Regions from separate parts of the Gossypium hirsutum genome. Here region 1 is linked to region 2. A link is a contact called in public Hi-C data. All regions are on one chromosome and are shown on one strand. Each heading gives the region's core, a stretch centred on a gene start, on an enhancer-like site or on the middle of the called end of the contact. The rest is flanking DNA. Distances are from core to core; before and after follow the strand shown.

Evidence for each region. A called contact is a pair of places that touch in the nucleus more often than the background predicts.
Region 1: a Hi-C map of hypocotyl shows a contact between it and region 2, with 7 times the contacts expected there. The contact joins two enhancer-like sites. A contact is called at or near these places in 5 of 34 Hi-C or Micro-C datasets (callus, hypocotyl and leaf).

The regions. Positions count from the first base shown.
Region 1 is chrA08:23,827,181-23,830,982 of Gossypium_hirsutum_v2.1, reverse strand. No RefSeq gene overlaps it. Among protein-coding and RNA genes, the nearest start is that of LOC121204597, 11 kb to the right of the region's middle. Within about 2 kb of position 1,897, at least 7 of the 9 cell types and tissues checked have an H3K27ac peak or open chromatin away from gene starts, as enhancers often do. A contact at or near this core is called in hypocotyl, where this site is marked.
Region 2 is chrA08:23,687,442-23,690,795 of Gossypium_hirsutum_v2.1, reverse strand. All of the region lies in intron 4 of LOC107906405 (probable protein phosphatase 2C 44), which reads right to left. Among protein-coding and RNA genes, the nearest start is that of LOC107906405, 9.0 kb to the right of the region's middle. Within about 2 kb of position 1,250, at least 1 of the 9 cell types and tissues checked has an H3K27ac peak or open chromatin away from gene starts, as enhancers often do. A contact at or near this core is called in hypocotyl, where this site is marked.

The DNA.
Region 1 (3,802 bases), core at 648-3,147, 140 kb before region 2:
TTTGAGCTTCTTGGCTCTAGCACGCGTCATAGGCCCAATAGGGATTTCAATTGGATCCTCTCTTGAAACAGGCAGCTTGGAATTTGGTTGACTTGATGAGCTCGAGTTCACATCAAATGTTCCTGTGTATGTATCATGAACCCCATTGTCTTCCCCAACTGCACACGCATGTCCGATAAAGGCATCAACACTGACTGAATCTATCACCGAGCAACGACTAAGGTTGAAGTCGCATCAAAACCTACCAATAAGATTATAGATTTGGCCAAAACATCTCCATCCCAGTACCCTCCAACAAAATCAGCCACACCCTCATCGTTTTCTGTTCACTGTTGCTAGAATAGAATCTGGTCCATCCTCCACCCAAAAAAATCCTGCTTTCGGAGAAAGCCTTCACGGGCTAGCAAATGAGCAACCAGATTCCCTCATCGTTTAATATGCTAAAACTTAGGATCCGTTTGTTTTCATGTAAAATATTTTACGGAAAATATTTTCTGCATTTTCCTGTGTTTGTTTCACAGAAAATAGTTTGGTCAACGGAAAATAACTTATAGGTCAAGGTAAAATAAGCCCTTTTTTCCTGTAAAATGACTTACGATTTTGAAAAGTGTAAGTGATTTTCCGGAAAAGAGCTCATCTATAGATAATTTTATTTTATATAAAAATTAACTTAAATCAAGCTTATATATTGATAATAAATTTTATTTTTATTTTTAAAATATTTGAAATATTATATTTTTCAATATTATTAACATACATATTTAATTATTTATATTTATTCATATAATAAATTATTAATATAATAAATATAAGTTATTGTTTTAATAAATTATTTAATATTTCAATTTTATTTTAATAATAAATTTTAAAAATAATAATTTTAAATAATATTACTCACATATTATTAAAACTATTCAATATTATTGAAAATATTCAATATTAATATTTTAATAATAAATATGTATTACAATTATAAATATATTAATAATAAATGTTTTGTAGTATAAAGGTTAAAATATGTCATAAGTCTATGTACACTTCACAGATTTATAATTTAGTTTTTATACTTTTATTTTCAAGAATTTAGTCCCTTTACTTTTCAAATTTGAAATCCAATTGTTGACATCGTTAATTTTTTTGTCAATTTTGTTGATGTCACATTTTTTAAATAAAAAATATTCACTTAGTAGTCGTGTAATTAAAAAATGACATTGTAATGAATCTAAATTTAACATAATATTTTTAATATATGCAAAAACAATGTAAAATATAAAATTATAGATAAAAATAAATTCAATTAAACAATAAAAAATAAAAAATAAGAAAATCTGAAATGTATGTTTGTTTAATTGAAAACAACTTTTATGAAATATTTTTAAGAAATCTACCAAATAACAGAAAATATTTTACACAGATTCATCCAAATATCAGAAAATATTAATTTTTTCAAAAAATAAATTATTTTCCAAAAATTATTTTCTAAAAATCATTTTCACTAAAACAAACGGAGCTTTAAAATTCAAAACCAAACACAAGTTGTTTTTCATCCCAAACAATTGCACTCACGACCGAACGATCAATATCCACTCTTTAGCTTAGAGATAAGCACCGCGGAGTCACCTGCTATCTCAACCAACCGAAAACCCAAATCTCAGGCAAATTTGATAGCTCGCACATAAGCTAAGGCTTTCGCAGATAATGGACGAGGTATGTGCTCTTGCCAAAAGCAAATCGACACTAACAACAGCCCCTCGTGATTTCTACTCACCACTCTTGCACTTGCAGCCCGCAAATGGTCGAAGAAACCCGCATCAAAGTTGACACGGACCCATGGATCAATAGGGGCCTTCTAGAGCACTTGTCTCCCATTATGAGCAAATAACTAACCAATCCATTGAATGGGTGTATCCTTAGGCTAACCTGTGCCAAACCTCCAGTACACCGGAGCAATCTCGACAGGCATCATGAATTGTCTTTGGGCCATTACCATAGCGTGGACACATCTGATCTGCCCCAATTCTGCACTGATACAAATTAGCCTTTGTAGGAAGTTAATTCTTAATCTACTGCTAGCATGTAATTATTAAATTTGTTTTTAATTTTAAAAATTGTTAACATCATTAAAATTCTTTATTAAATTTTTTCATTACAATGTTATTTTTTTGTCACTTGGCTACCAAGTGAGTTTTTTTTTTAATTTTAAAATATCAAACCAATGAATTTGACAAAAGAATTTTAATAGTAACAACTAGACTTGAATTATTAAATTTAAAAAGTAAAAAGATTAAATTCTTGAAAATAAAAATATAAAAATTAAATTCCAAATATCTGAAAAGTACCAAAATTTATAGCATATTATATAATCTTTAAGTTTTTACTTTATAATTTAGCCAAAATAATATCACTGGTGAAACCCTACTAATATAAATTACTAATAAAAGTATAAATTTCACATTAAAAATGGACTTAGACAACTACTATTAATTTCACATCAAGAATGGACTTGGACAATATGTTGTCCAAATACATTTACATCTAGACAACTATAAAAAAATTGACTAAAAAATTATGAATGAGGACGTGATTAAGTTGGTGAAAATTTTGATGAAACTAGCAGCCAATAGCAGAACACCACTTGACGGCCCAACTCAAGAGACGTAGCAAAGCATGACTTGATCTCAAAACATAATTCCGACAAGACTTGTGGAGGGCTATGAGCAGCACTCCAACATCAATGACCTTGATACATTCTCTGCACATAATGACTTGCCTGTCTCTTTCTTACTCTGCCAACTCGAACTGAATGATTAAATGCCTTCCCAGGTTTCATTGAGCAGCCTCCTGGTTGGCTTTGTGCCCTCTACAATCTCAAACAACTCCAGACGGTATCATTTCTCACATTATCGTCTACATAGATGATCTTACTCTTACATCAAACATTCGGAGCATATGGTTCATCAAATTGGTACCCATTTTTCTATTAAAAGCCTTGCTAATGTAGGCTTGAAATGATTTGCATGTCTACCGATATACTTCTGTCCTGAAATCAGCATGTGTTTTTTATTTACATGATCACGTTGAGATGAGTGATGGTCATCCCATCACAACACTTGTCATCACGATTTCACGGATTTTAAGAAATATAAACTTGTCACCATTTTTTTTTGTTTTAAATGTAATCTTTTTAGTAAAATTTTAAAATCAATTTAATATTTGTTAAAAAATCATTTTTTTATTTGCGAAACAATATTTAAATTTTGGAGTTGAATTAATCTTCACGATGCCTGTTAACAAAAACGGTACCATTTATTCAAGTATTATATTCTACTTCAAAATAATGACTTTAAATTTGATATTTAAAAGAAATTATAAAATCAATTTTGTTATAAATAAAATTTATTTATTTTTAAACTAAAAAATTCCTTGCAACACCCGTTAAAATTCACAAGTAATTATTTTATTCTTAAAATGATATTCTTTAATGATGAATAATTATTGAGTATCTTATTATATCTCTTTCCTCGTGTAAATTTCACGAAGGGGCATACCTCAATTGGTGGTACCCGTAAGGCTCAGGGAATGTGCCAATATGGGATGTGTGAATAATAATAAAAGTACCTAAGCACGAGACTATTCGAACCACCAACTTGAGGCTTATAGGGCCCTTACTTGTAACCAATGTACCACTTTGGTTCAAGTGGTACCATATTTGCAAACATGTTGCCTTTAAGCTTTGATTGGTGGTTCGAGTCGCCTTACACTTAAGTACTTCCATTATTATTCATGCACCCTATACTATACA
Region 2 (3,354 bases), core at 1-2,500:
ATAATTTTAAAAATTGTCCTTTTTTGCTTTTCCTAGAAATTTTCATCGTTTTTTTACTGAAAATCTTCCTTGAATTGTCTCCAAAATGAGTTTATTGATGCATTAAAAGTTTTAAATCATTGACAATTTAAATCTCAATGACCTCAAAATTATCAAGGATTTATCTACCACCACCTCATTGGATATAAACAATCAATTCAATGATTATCTACTTTTTATCTAATAGATATTACGTTATTAACGTTCCAAAACATCAGCCTAAGACATTGTAATGAACATTCATCAACAACTATCATTAGGCAAGTCCAAGTAAAGAATAACTTAATAACATTAAAAAAAAGGACACAATGTACCATTTTCCTACAGTTCCTAGTATAACTGTTAATAAAACAAAATTAGAGGTAAAAAAAAATATTGATAAAAGGGCAAATGTATCAAGATATTGACTATATGCAAAATTAATAAACCATAAATACTAAAAAAGTTATACATTAAACTATATCAATTTTGAGGAAAATGCAAAGGGCATCAGAACATTAAATCAAGGTTATTAAAGAGCTTAAAGGTTCATGCCTGGTCATTGGAACTAAAGTCCAACATTGTACCAACAGACTACATGGCCGGTCGCTATTGTTTTACTTTAGTTAATGGTTAGTGATTATGCATTAGTTTTAAGTGATCAAGTGGCTAGGATGAGATGCCGTTATATGAGCTCGAATGGGGATTTATGTGGATTAATCCAAGGGCTAGGATTGAAGCTGTTGAAACCCCAGTGCAAGTTTTTGACATATTAGGCAGCCGTATAGTATTGCAAATATTATCTATTAGTGGGTCTAAAACACTAAAACATAGTTTTCTTGCTCCAACTTCAATATTATATAATTTATTAGTTTCTGGCCTTCATTATCAGCGGCTGATCTAAGGAAATACAATAAACAACCACCATTTCACTAGTTCAAAAGTTTCTTCATATCCGTGCTTTTATTCGTATTTATAATTTTATACACACCTCTCCCCCTAATGACGAATTTCTGGTTTTGCATGTCAACAACCATTACGTGCATTGCCGGCTATAAATGTGGCAAACCATGTCAAATGTCAAAGACATGATCTCAACATTGCCATTAACATAGCGATCACAGCCACCACCTTAGTAGTTATCATGTGCTTATAAAGTCAACATCACATGAAAAATTACTAACATTACACACCAGCATAACCACCACCCGTGTACTCCTTAATTGCAACATAATGTTGTCTCAAGTATCACCTCTCTCCACCACCAAAGTGGGATGAGACTAACTCATTCAATCAGACTACACTCCAATATAACATATTATATAATTTTCGATTGTAAGTTGCTGTAGCTATCAGCTAATAAAACAACTTCAGTGCTACACTTAATAACTGAAAACAAAATATTGCTGCTAGAATAAATTTTATTTTTAGCCAATAATAAGAAGGGTAAAAAGGTACTTTAATCAGAACCCAATGATCCTTGCCAAATTCTCCGAAGTTGGTGAGGAACAATAGCACATTTAAGAAGGCAGATTCTAAAAGAAAAGGAATACTCTTCTTCGATCTGTGTTTCAGAAGCCTAGCCTTTTAAAATTATCAGGAAATTACATGCTAGTCAGACGATAACTCAATAAAATAAAGAAGCGTCCAAATCAATAACTACATAGTAGTAAACCTAGCACCTTAGGACACAATCACCACCTAATCCTAGCCATTAAATCTCATTAAAAGATAAAAGGGTAAACTACACAGTTGGTCATCCAACTTTTGTAAGTTTTCATTTTGGGTATTGAAAATAAAATAAAATAATTGCCAAAAAAAAAAAAAACCACTGCCGTTACAAACCGTTTTCATTTTGGTCACCAGCCATTAATTTTGGGTTAGGCAATATTATTGCATGCTCATTTTAGTCACTCAACTTTAATTGTTCATTTTGGTTATTCATTTTCTTTTTTAGAATTAATTTTATTTTTAAAAAACTTGGTCTTTTATGGAAACTGAGTTATTCAGCTGCAACATGAAACCCAGAATTTTTTCCTATAACTCAACCCCTTTTAAAAACTCAAGTTTTTCTCGTAAAAAAACCCATGTTTTCCCTTGTTACTGAAAAAACTAAAATTAATTCTAAAAAATAAAGGAAATTAAAAAGATCTTCTTTTTTTTGTAAAAATCCAAATATTTCCCTATAATCCAGGTAATTTCCTATAAAATCCCCAATTTTTCCCTTCCTAGGGAAAAACTAAAATTAATTCTAAAAAAGTACAAAAAAAATTAATAAGATAAGATGGTTTTTCCATGTAAAAACCCAAGTCTTTCTCTACAAAATCTAGGCTTTTTCCATTTGTTGGAAAAAAAAATTAATTCTTTAAAAAAAGAAAAAAAATTAGTGATCAAAATAGAAACTTATTCAAAGTGGGTGACTAAAATGAGTCTACAATAACATTGTCTATAACTCCAAATTAATGACGAGTGACCAAAATGAAAACGATTTGTAACTGTGGTGCCCTTTTGGCAATTTTTTTGTTTTTGATGCCTAAAATTAAAACTTATGAAAATTAGGTAACCGTGTCATATGTCCACTTATAGAAGCATAATTACTAACTAAAAGAATAGTGGAACATTAAAAATAAAGGAAAACTTATCAAGAAAACAATTAGATCACTTTTAGAATGCTTAGGATGTATCATTCCAACATAAAATCTCAAAGTTCAAACTGCTGCAGTGGGACTGGAATTCTCTTTTGTTTAACAAAGAGAACGTGTTTAGCTTCTAGATATATAATATTTATTTATGTGATCAGTTTGGTAAGAAACTAGTTCGAACTCTATCATTCAACAATGACCAGACCCAGCAGATAAAGATTAGAAAACAATACAGCAAAAGTTTTCGTACTTTAACCAATCTAATATGTATATGCAGCAGTCCAATAAAATTTCTCTTCAGTGTTTATAGAAAGAATTCTTACACAAGATAAATATGATATCTCTACTCCATTAGGCTCCAGCCAAATCATGTTATGATCTATTTTGATTTAGTAGATCAGCTCATGAAAGGAAGACTAAAACCTTAGGACTCGTTTGAGAGAGACCTGAATCTCTTTAGATTTTTTTTATTGAAATATGTCTTAGGTATTATTATTACATACATGTGAAACCTATTCTAGAAAGGAAATAAATAAACTGAAATAAAAGCACAATCAAGAAACCTAAGGAAAGAAATAAAATCTCAATCTAAGCCTTAATTTGAGATCCAAAATTAATGGCCTTTCCTAACATAGATTCAGCCCATAACATTACTCTCCTCCTAGAGAAAGAGCTTGTACTCAAGCTCGAAGTA